Regions from separate parts of the Rattus norvegicus genome. Here region 1 is linked to region 2. The links are chromatin contacts, called in public Hi-C maps. All regions are on one chromosome and are shown on one strand. Each heading gives the region's core, a stretch centred on a gene start, on an enhancer-like site or on the middle of the called end of the contact. The rest is flanking DNA. Distances are from core to core; before and after follow the strand shown.

Region 1 (5,943 bases), core at 2,464-4,963, 210 kb after region 2:
ATGGGGACATAGAGTTCAGCAGAAACTGCTAACACAAATCTCTCATTGTCTTGTTTTCTGTCTTTCCCTGTAGCTAAGGGCCTTCTGATCAGTGACCTTCCTGTCAATGTATCAGTCTGAATAGTTGTTCCAGGTACCTGTCCACGGAATGATCTTTCTTTCTGCTTGTTTTGTGCCATGGTGTGTTAAAAATACGGATCCGGGACTGCTTCAGTCTGGGCCTCCCCCTGCCCATTTGGCAAGGGGATTTTAAAGCATAGTTCTTTGTTGGTAATGTTTCTGTGTCGTCTTCTTAAACATTCTTCATTATTTATTTGTGTATATGTGTGAGTCTGCTTGAATATGGGAGGTGGGGTGTGGGTGCATTTGTATCTGATTTCCCAGGGCTGGCTGTCCACTAACCTCAGAGATCCTCTTGAATCCACCTCCCTAGCACCAGGATCACAAATGAGCCACTGTGGGTGGCTTTTTATACGGGCACAAGCCTTGATAAAGGTGGAATAAGCGTGATGAGCAGACGACACTGAAAACCATAGAAAGGCAAGATTGGCTCATAGGAACACAGTGCTATGAAGAAAGAGGTTTAGCCTCGGGCAATAGGAGAGCTTACATTTACTTAGATTCTTGGTCTTAGTCAATGACCAAAGGAGATGAAACAAATGAGAGAGAGAGAGAGAGAGAGAGAGAGAGAGAGAGAGAGAGAGAGAGAGAGCTGTCCTGCACCTCTCCTCACATTTACCCCTTTAGGCCAGAGAAGAATGGATATGGGGTAAATTTCTGAGGTCTACCCAAATTGTCCAGCAAGATCCTATTACCTTAGTGTTAGGAGACCAGGGGAAAGGGGTAGGGGATAGGATGGATGTTTACTTTACATTAACCCATTAGCCCATTCATTAACTCCAGGCTGGAACATCACAACCTGTAGCCTATGAATCGACCACTCAGAATTCTCCTAGGAGTTGGTTAAAATGAACAGTCAGGGTTCCAACCCCAGACCCGAAAACACCAGCTTCTTAAAGGCGGGTCCACTGAGTCCGACTCTGCAGGTGAGAGCTACGCATGCTCACTGAAGGAGGAAGGATATTCAGAACAGGAAGAGAGGGCTCCTCTCGAGAAACATGTGTTAAGAGCTCCTGCTCATGCCAATCCCCCCCACACACCGCTTCCGTCCCGTCCCCTCACATCTAAAGGGTGTGAGTTTACCTGGTCTGATGGGGTTCTGCATACAGTTCGGAGACGGGATGCCAGGGTGGAGGGGTGCCGTGGCCCGGCTGCTGAGATCCATGACTGAAGGAGCAGTGGAGGAAGCAGGTTGCAAACCAGGAGGGTGAGGGCTGTGGTCGTGCTGCGATGGACTAGGGGGGATGCCATTTTCTGACAGAAACTCCTCCAGGTCCATGTATTCCAACTGGAAAGTATCTCCGTCATAGGGAAGGGTTTTGTCCCATAAGGTGGGTCCCAAGAAGGCCGACTGGGGGACGGTCGGGCTGTTGCTACCATCATCCAGCTTCTTACCTTTGTCTCTGTCTTTGCTAAATGCTGAAAAAGAAAGGGAAGGGTGAGCTTTGTTTTTAAAAACAGAAAAGAAAGGGGGTCATTCTGTCACCAGCCTTCCTGCCATCTGTTACAAAACTACTTCTAGGGGGCACTGAGGCCTCTGGGTGCTGTCTTTTGTGGATCTAGAGTTTCAACATCTCCTTATTTACTTTGGAAAGAAAACACTGGTTTGTAGGACGGGCTACCGACTGATCTGGAATGAAAACAAGAGAACAAGCCTTAGTGTTATTTGAAGGGTCAAGTCACTCGCAATCTATTCTGGGAAAAGAACACCGGAGAGTATATACAACCGATGTGCTTTTTAAGGGGACCACCGACAAATTGAGATGATTCTATCTTTCAGAAAGTGACAACAGCAAGAACCTGAGGTCATTCAGACTTAGAAACACCGGTATTCATGGTATTCATGCTTAGTCTGAGTAAGCAGTCCCCGCCCCCACCTTCCCTCATTACTATGCATCTAGTTTCCACGTTATTCCTTTTCATTTATTAGCTCAATAATTATCCCCATTTACAAGGAAGATAAGGATGCTCCCATCATAGAAGGAGCCTGTGGAGGAGGTTTGGAGGGTGGGGGGTGGGTGAGGGGGTAGGTAGAGATGAAGAACTTTCAAACTCATCCATTAGCTTAGCAGGCCACTGGAACACATACGAAAGGACTAAGTCGGTTTTAAAAGGTGGGTTCCTTTTCCCCAAACATTTAAATATCACCTAATTTGCAAAAAAGAAAAGTATACATTTATGCATCCCGTCACAAAGCAGTACTATACAAAGGTGCTGTGTTCTACACTATGAGGGGAAGAATGCAGCTATTTCCTGCCTTGAAATACAGCTCCCCCGGATTGGTCTTTACCGAGCTGCAGTTTTGCCAATATTCAGGTGTGGGTGGAATCAGGGATTACAGAATTTGATTCCGAGTTGTTTTTTCTCCCCCTTAGAGAAATGTAGTCCCAACGCCACCCATTTGAATCTTCAAATCCTCCGCAGTTTCATTAGAGAGTCAGACTTAAAAACATCGACCACAGAAGCCTTCTCCCCAGTGCTATTCCTTAAGAAGCAATGCGGGAGGACATTGGGGGCGGGGGAGGGGGGCGGTCTGTACGCGCAATCTAGCACCAGCAACTCTTGCAATGCAACAGGCGTTCTCTCCTAGGGAAAATGATGCAAACACCCCGAAGCTATTTGCAGCCAAATAATCTTTTCAAGACTTTATGCAGGAACAGCATGATTCGCTTTTGTCACTGTGATAACACCAAAGGCAAGAAACTACACCGGCTCAAAACACAAATCCGTCCGGCCTCAGCTGCGTTCCCAACCAGGTCTCACATGCAAAACCCCCTCCCCACCATCCCCTACCCCTGTCTCCTCAGCTCCAAGCTACGGTTGCCTAGGGAAGGTCTGAGACTTACCAAGAAAAGGGCTCAAGCCAGAGGAGGCTCCTGCACGCGGTTACACGTGAGCCTGCTCAGCTCTCCCCTCCCACCGGGAAGAGAGCACCGGGAAAGTGTCAGCGCTGGAGGCGTGCACCGCTTCCCGCCGACAGACCACTCCCCCCCACCCCCACCCCGCTTGGTGAATTGCAGGCCAGCGGGAGAAAGCGCCTCTCCGCTCGCGCCGCGTGAGTTCACAACACAAAACAGTAACACAATCCGAAAATATTCAGGCTGCCGACTGAGAAACCCCCACTTACTCGGACCCCTCCCCCGCCTCCAACCAGCCACCTCCCGCCCTTTCTCCTCTCCAGTCCCGGAGACACACGGGTCTCCGCGGAAGCGCACACCCTGTCACTCAAAGCAGCGATCCTGACCGGTCAAGTTCACCTGTCACCTGCGCTGCAGGACAGACCTAGAAAGGCGGGCGAGCCAGGTTCCCAGCGCTATTTCAAATGTGGGATCCTCTTTGCACTGGGGAGAAAGAGGGGGTGAGCCCCCCAATTTCACTAAAGCGAGGCGAGGGGAAGAGAGATGCTGGTGCCCGGCCGACCAGGGGGTCCCTGGGAGTGTCGTCCCTTCCCTGAGCCCAGCTGCCGAGGCAACGCTCACCGTCTTCAGGATGAAGGGGGAGCTTCAGCGGGTTCTCCAGCAGGGACCTGAGCACGCCGTAGGGAGGCGGGATAAAGGTAGGGTTCAGGGGGAGCTGTCGGGACATTTTCTCCATCGTGATGCACGCAAATTGTCTTTTAAAAAGAAGGCCAATCGCCGCCCCAAAATGTTGATGAGCTTTTTTTTCCTCCGTCCTTTGCCAACCAAAAGTACTCGCTTTCAAAACAGTGCAGACAAGGAAGGGAAAAAAAAAATCACTTCTGTCTTTGTAAATACATCAGCGTACAAATATCAAAATAAAATAAAAATAAACAAGAAAACTTTCGGGTTCTCAGTGCTGACAGTCCAGGGAAAGAAAGCGCACCGAGCGCCGCGGACTCCTCCGGCCCTGTGTAGGATGCTCTTTCTCACCTGCCTCCAACACCACTCAGTCTTGCAAAATGTTCAAATTTGCAAAGGGGGGCAGAAAAAGGAAAGAAAGAATAAAACACGTAGACGGCTGCAGATGAGCAGAAGGCAAAGCGCGGGCCCCGGACCCTCGCGCGAGCACCCGAGGCTGTGCGGTCCCGCCCCACCCCCCTCCCCGCCGCGGCCGCTGCTCCCCGCGCTCCGCGGCCCCGCAGCGCCGGGCTCAGCGCATCAGGCAGTCCATGTGCCGCTGCCCTGACAAGAGTGACGTCAGGGCCCGCACCGCGCGCCGATAGGCGTGCAGGGGCGGGGCCCAGATAGGCCCCTCCCACCCGCCCCGCCCTTCCAGGGCTGCGTGTGTAGCATCGCCGCACGCGCTGTTTTTCCCGACCTTGCAGCGTTGGTGGGCTGCTAAAAGCGCAGGTGCCAGATTTCCTAGTTCGCTCACTGCCTTGCGCTGGGAATAACTCCGCTATCTCTCGCCCTGACTCCTTTTGCATGCTAGCTCTTTTTTTTCCTCCCAGAGTGAGCAGGGCGATGAGAAATTCCTGTCAGTGGTTTTCAAGGTGGAAATAAATTGGTGATTTAAAAGGAAAAAAAGCAAAAAGATGGCCAAGTGGCATCCGGGATTTAAACTAGACCCCCTGGGGCGATGTCCTGGTAACCAATGGTTTTTAAAGCTGCCTCAGGTAGCTCCAACCAGAGGAGGCGTTTAGGAGGCTCCTATTTGGATGGACGTAAAGAGAATGACTTCTGGGTAGTTCTCCTCAGTTCCTGATGAGTTTAGTACCTCCTTCTAGCCCCACTCCATATCCGACCTAAAATATCAACTTTCTTGAATTCTAAACAGCGTGGCAAACGTAGAAAGGAGACAGGAGCTGTAGACTGAGCTGAAGTGAACTGGCTCCCACGCTGTCGCAGGAAATTAACAAGACATTTGCATGCAACAGAAGGATGGCAGGAGAGACTTACACACTGAATGAATATTAGGAGTATTTACAAGACCCAGCATGGCTGTAATTGGGCCAACTTAGAAGGTCTGAATACTAATTAAAATACATTTGTAAACTATTGGTTAAAAGGTTAGGGGAATCTTGATGTTTGTGGCTTCTTCACTTCCCTCTGGTTTTTGACCTTGGTGCTGAGGGCCTCAAGGTGTGGGTGAGGACACCCAGGCAGAGTGGATGCGGTGGAATGTAGGCGTTCTACCCTCATCTGCCAGGAGAGCTGAGACCCACGAACAGTATCTCCAGAATCCTCTTTCCGCCTTACACTCCCCCACCACCAATTGCACATTTCTTTTTTTTTTTTTTTTTTTTTTGGTTCTTTTTCTCCGGAGCTGGGGACCGAACCCAGGGCCTTGCACTTCCTAGGTAAGCGCTCTACCACTGAGCTAAATCCCCAGCCCCCAATTGCACATTTCTATCCAACACTAAGTGTCCCCCTGTCCTGTGGAGGATCGTGTGTGATCGGGGTTTTTGTTTTGTTTTGTTTTGTTTTGTTGTTTGTTTTTGTTTTTTGTTTTGCAGTACTGATGATTGAACTTAAGGTCTTATCCATGTCCAGCCAGTGCTGTCCCATAGTGAGTTGTCTCAGACCTTTGAGGAAGAGTCTGCAAGACGCTCTTCAATGAGACATAAAGGTCTTCGTAAGCATAGACTGGGTCCCTGGGGTACAAATATTACTGGGGTCCCCCTCCCACACCTTGCTACCAAGAATGGAGGGATAAGAAAGGGAGGAGAAATCTAAAATTCAGGAAACTCTGAGGTCCCTGGTCAGGGGCACTGGAAGTTCGTGCAAAGTGACCCTGGCTCTTTATGTGAGCAGAAGTTTCCACTCAGGTGGCTGATTTTGGGGCCTTCATTTTCTCCGGCTTGACACCTGGGCAAAATGAGTGGTAAGATGACATTCTGAGATGCTCTTGTGATGTCAGATT
Region 2 (5,883 bases), core at 1,266-3,765:
TGAAGACTCCTGCTAATGCACACTCCAAGACTCAAATCTCAAAGATCTTCACCAGATCAACCTGGGTATGATACAAGCATCTGCGTTAATAAGAAGCTCAACAGAGTCCAAGAAGGATGTCCCCAAACCTACAGCATACGAGAAGCACTCTTCCTGACTCTAGGACCACGATGTCATAGAACATTTTATTTGGAAAAAGATCTGCTGAAGATTGAGTGACTCTCTAAAGCAGTGGTTCTCACCCTTCCTAATGCTATGACCCTCATGTTGTAGTGACCCCCGATCCTAAAATTATTTATGTTGCCACTTCATAACTGTAATTTTTGCTACGTCTGTGAATCGCAATGCAAATATCTGATATGTAGAATATCTGATATCCGGCCAATGGGGTCATGACCCAGAGGTTGAGAAGCACTACTCTCGAGCATTGTGGAATCCTCGGGTTCCGACAGAAGTCTTCACAAATGGGTGCTTCAGAAAGCTGCTTACTAGAGCTTAATAATGCTAAATCAAAACAAAGCAAAAGAAACGTGCCGACCTCAACCTCTGGATGCATCGGCCTTTAAGTAGGAGCATCAAAAGACCACCATTATCATTGGGGAAATGGCCACTGAAGCCCTGTGTGACCAAAAATACACACATACAAAAACCAAGGAAAGGAAATAAATTGTGGGAAGGTAGTGATTAGCTACCTATCATAGTACCCAAATGCCTCGCAGAAGCAACTTAGAGAAGGACTCGTTTTGGCTGGTGGATTTGAAGGGTTCAGTGAATCGTGGCAAAGAAGATGTAGCAGAGCAGAGAAGTTCATGGTGTGGTCCAGGAAGCAGAGAACGGTGAAATGCTAACATTGGGTTCCTTTCTGCTTATCCTCTGTCCAGACCACGAGTCTGTCGGGTGATGCCACCCATAGTCAATGTAGCTCTCCTTCCCAGGTTAATCTTTTCTGGAAGTGTTCTTATAGACACACCCCTAGATGTGCTTCACTAATCAACTGGGTGATTCTAAATCCAGTTGGGTTAATAATGAAGATTTGCTGTTACAGGAGCCCAGTACAAGTAATTTCAAAATGCTAACAGCCGAGCATCCTAGGCAGAGTTTTGCTCATCTATATCAGTCATAAGGAAAGGAAGCTGGGTCTTTCAGCACTATGGAGCAGGACTACAAGTGAAGTAGGAAAAGGTTATAAATAAAAGGATAAACTATTCTAATCCACATACAAATTTATTCCTAACCTCCATCTTTTAAATTTTAAGCCTTATTTTATTTTGAATTATGTATACATGCGCACGCCTGTGTGTGAAAATGCACACACTATTACAAGCTCGCTCAGAACCAGAGACACTAGATCTCCCTAAGCTTCCATTGCAGGCAATTGTGAGTAACTCAGCATGGGTGTTGGGAACTGAACTCAGCTCTTCTTCAAGAGCAACGAGTGCTCTAACCTGCTGAGCCATGACTCCAGCCCACCCCCATCACCCTAAAATGGCGCTTTGTGCGATGAACTGTTTGATATCTGTTTTCTCTGCAGAGCTATCTTACCTTTTACTGCATCAGTGAAGCAATTCCATTCATGAAGCCCAGGAAACGTAGGAGGTGCTTGAGAAGGATATTTAGATTGACGAGTGAAAAGAAAAAAAAAATGAAGGATGGTGACTATCTAAATCCCTTTTCCATTGCTGGGGCAAACACCATGACTGTGACAGATTATAAAACACGGTATTTAATTGAGCTAACGGTTTCCGGGGATCAGAGTCCATGATGGTGATGTGTCAGCACCAGGAAGCACTATGGCAGCTGGGACAGGTAAAAGTCACAGCCTGAGCCACAAGCAAGAGGTAGACAGAGGCACACTTGGAATATCTTGACTCTTTTGAAACTTCAAAACAGTGGTTCACCTCTTCCTACAAGCCTACACCCCTCCCCCAATCCTTCCCAAACAGTTCTACCAAATGGAGACCAAGTGTTCAAACACAGGGACCATTCTTATTCAAACCACCACAGTTTGAATCTACCTATTGGGTACTAGTACTTCCCTCCTGATTTGAAAAAGAAAGTGCTGATCCAAATCCCAAAGGCCTGGTAGCCCAAATCATTCCCTAACTAACATTAAGCTTCCATGAGACGAAGGCCAGCAATGCTACATACTTCACAGCTTTCGGGGTAATCCAGGTTTGCAACTGTGCACTCATTGGCAGCTGTTTTGCTCAATCGCGCTCTCTCTCTCTCTCTCTCTCTCTCTCTCTCTCTCTCTCTCTCTCTCCTTCCTTCCCCTCCTTTTCTTCTTCCCTCCTCTCCCTCTCCCCTTCTCCCTCCTTCCCCTCCTCTTCTCCCCCTACCCCTCTCTGTCTTCCTCCCCATTTCCTCTCCATCTCCCTCCCACACTCCTCTCTCCAGCGTCAGTGGCTGTGGTATTAACAGAAAGAGCTTAAGTTATTAAACCGAGCAGCTCTAATCCCCGAGGTTTCCTGGAGCAGTGGAGATTATTGTATTTTTATTCCAGAGTCCATGTAGCCCTTCTATTTACTCCCTGCGATGCCCAAACCGACCCCAAATGCCTTTCTCTAGACGCACTTCCCCACTGCGGGAGAGGTGATGGAGTTCTACCTGGAGATCGACCCTGTCACCTTGAACCTCATCATCCTTGTTGCAAGCTACGTCATCTTGCTCTTGGTGTTCCTCATCTCCTGCGTGCTGTATGACTGCCGAGGCAAAGATCCCAGTAAGGAATGTGCGCCGGAGAGCACACTGAAAGCCCAGCCTTCCATCCGAGTGGTGGTGACGCAGCACAGTGCTCATGGATCCCACTGGGCAAGGGGACCCAGCCTTCACTTTAAGGATCCTGCTCCGATAGGGAAGAAAAGCACGGTGGTGTGAGACTACAGAAGGGATGCCGAGAAGAGACCAACAAATGTAGCAGAAAACAACTGTCCCTGTTGTGGCTCCTGCCCTTCCCAGGCGCACGTCCTGATTGGCTGAGGAAACGGAGGCTCTGTCTTACTATCTGCCCGGCTGGCTGCTCTCCTTGTGAATAAAACAACTGTTTAAGGTAAGATACCCCATATGGTCTTCAACTGTGTTCTCCAAATACAAGATCTCAGCCAGGATGCTTTGGAACCTTCAAGCCAGTAGGGGTGAACTTCACATAAGGTTTAAAAGACAGGGTGGGTGTTTAATAAATAATGAAACTAGCTCGTCTGTACAACTTCATTATTTTGAGGACTCACACACTCACAGACTTCAGGGTATTATCACACGCAATTTCTCTTCCAATACAAGCTGTGTGGCCAAGGCTGGATTGACCAACCTCTGCATACCTCAGGTCTAGGGATAAGGTCACCTGAAAATTTCAGTTTCCAATGAATCACTTCACTAAAACTACTTGAGGTAATGTTTAACACTTAGTCCTGCTCCCATGAATGTCGGCCTTGTTTCTGTGTGTACCCTCTCATCAGAAAGTTTCATCTCTGGTGACTGGAGAGAGCTCATTCAGAAAAGCCCTTCCTACAAGAACATGAGGATCTGTGTACTGATGTGAAGGTTGGGTGTGGTGGTACCATGGGCCTGCAACCTCAGAGGCAGGCGGATCCCTGGGACGTGACCACCTTCTCTAGCCGAATCAGTGAGCTCCAGGTTCTGTCTCAGTGAGAGATCCTGTCTCAAACAATAAAATAGAGAGCAATAGAAGAAGCTATCTATGCACATACACATGCATGCATACCCATACATGCATGCATACATACACAGACACAGGAAGTTTTACCAGCTAGTCTCAAAAGCTGACTTGATATAATATAAACATTGCAAATCATTGATAAACAACCTGAGATCTTAGAGCTTTTTATTTTAATCCCCCAAAGTGTGCCCACTATGCTCTTGCTCCTTTGTTTGTTGTTGACTAATAAAGTTTTTTCTCCTGCTCATTCATTCATCTGTTTCCACAAGCTTACATCATTATCTCCGTCGTACATTCGAGTATCACACCTCCTCTCCCTTACATGTCTGCTTGGCGATTTACGGAACCTTTCTTCCCATGAGGGTCTGTGTGGAGTTCAAAATGTGCCATCAGCCTCTACCCTCTGACCTTTGCTGCCTAATGGGGGGGAGGAGGGAGACCCAAACAGCGAAGTTGGGAAAGCATTGTGGGTGCTCTGCCAGGATCCCTACAGGGTGCAGGAATACAGATGCATTTGCTCGGTGCTAATTGGCTACTCTCATCTACTCGGTCTTCAAAGAGAAGGCAATTCAACTTGTAAGATAAATGGCTATTTTCCTAGCGGATGAAAGTGTGTCGGGGATATAGGAACATTTTGTATAGAATTTTGTATGTAGGGAATGTCAAAAATGAAGCTTAAAAGCAAAAAAAGAAAAAACGTATTATTAACTCCCTTGATTGTGGAAGTCTAAAACTGTGAAAATTGAATTACAGTGTCTGTGAGAGAAAAGAAAAGAGGAGAGCCTGGCCTAGGCTGGCCTAGCCTGCCCAGCCAGCTTCCACCCTGAATCCTGTTCTGTGTTTACATTTTTGTCTTTACAGGTAGCTATAAAATTATGAAGACAGAGTGGTTCCCTTACATACATGTTCTGAAAACTATGTTGAAAATATGCAGAATTTTGTTAATGCATGGTCAAATATCAATCTCCACTGTTAAAATGAAAATGTAAAATATGATAGAGAAAATTCACACACTGCTTCTAGAAATTTCTCTCTGTACTAATATTCTTCTTTCTTTGCCCTGTCAGTGGATGCAAAGTATATCACTGGAGGAAAAGCCAGCGAGTGGCCAAAAATTAATGCTAGCAGTACTAGTTAACTTAACTTTTGAGAGACATAACTGTTAGACTCAACTAATAAGAGTATCAGTAGTATTGATTAATTTCATATTAAGAATACAATATAAGGATTCACTCAAAAATAGTTACATGAAATGCTCTCAGTTGTGTTTCAAGTCCATATTTGGGTCAATTCAGGAAGGAAAAGGGTAGACGCTGGAAAGAAAGCTGAGGGATTTAAGTTATTTGCTGCTCGTGGAGCCAGAGTTCGGTTCCAAACCCCCATGTTGGGTGGCTTACGAATGCTTTTGACCTCAGTCCCAGAGGATCCAACAGTCTGTTCTAACTTCAGAGAGCAGCTGCATGCACACATGTCCACGAGTGCACACACATGCATGCACACACACACACACAAATAAATTATGGATTTTTTAAGGGAAACTAACAGAAATATAGAAAATATAACATAAGGAAAAGAAAACAAAACAAAACAACAACAATAATAACAATAGTAGTAATAGCCACCACCATGAAAGAAAACAAAGACAGAAGACAAGGAAAAAAAAAAAAGAAACCAGGCAAGCTAAGGTTGGAATGGGTGGTATTGATTGTTTTAGCCCCTGATCCCCAGGAAATATGACTTCAGTAGTGTATTCAGTAGTGTATTCTCTAAACAAAAACCAATTTCAGGATTTAAAGATATTTTTCCACAAAGAATTTTATGACAAGAATCTATCTCTAAGCCTCTTGCTGACATGCTGGTCTGTTTCGTGCGGCTACAAGTCAGTACTGTAGATCATGTGATTGTAAAGAGGAGAGAGTCCCTTGACTCATGGCCCTGCAGATTGCGAAGTCCAAGAATCGATGTGGTGCTGGCATCCGGTCCCGGTCATGCTGTGATGTCACATCATGGCAGAGGATGTCACCAGACGCAAGACCGCTAGCCTTGGTCTCTCTTCTTTTTTTTTCCTAAAGCAAACTAACTTTATTTTGTCATCACAATCCTTGGTCTTTTAGAGTGTTAATTGCAGTGACCTGAGCAGCTCCAGCATATGCCCAGCATGTTCAAAGATCACAATGACCCAATCCACTACAAATATTATTATGCAA

The links. A called contact is a pair of places that touch in the nucleus more often than the background predicts.
Region 1: a contact with region 2 is called in a Hi-C map of kidney, with 5 times the contacts expected there. The contact joins the promoter of Hlf here to the promoter of Smim36 in region 2. A contact is called at or near these places in 4 of 12 Hi-C or Micro-C datasets (Schwann cells, frontal cortex, kidney and 1 more).

The regions. Positions count from the first base shown.
Region 1 is chr10:75,704,707-75,710,649 of GRCr8, forward strand. Hlf (HLF transcription factor, PAR bZIP family member) reads right to left here and starts at 3,714. Exons shown (of 4, transcript NM_001100764.1): 1 at 3,600-3,714; 2 at 1,204-1,539. The coding sequence starts at 3,714.
Region 2 is chr10:75,500,378-75,506,260 of GRCr8, forward strand. It overlaps Smim36 (small integral membrane protein 36), which reads left to right and starts at 2,516. Exons shown (of 1, transcript XM_063270006.1): 1 at 2,516-3,043. The coding sequence starts at 2,596. The coding sequence ends at 2,877.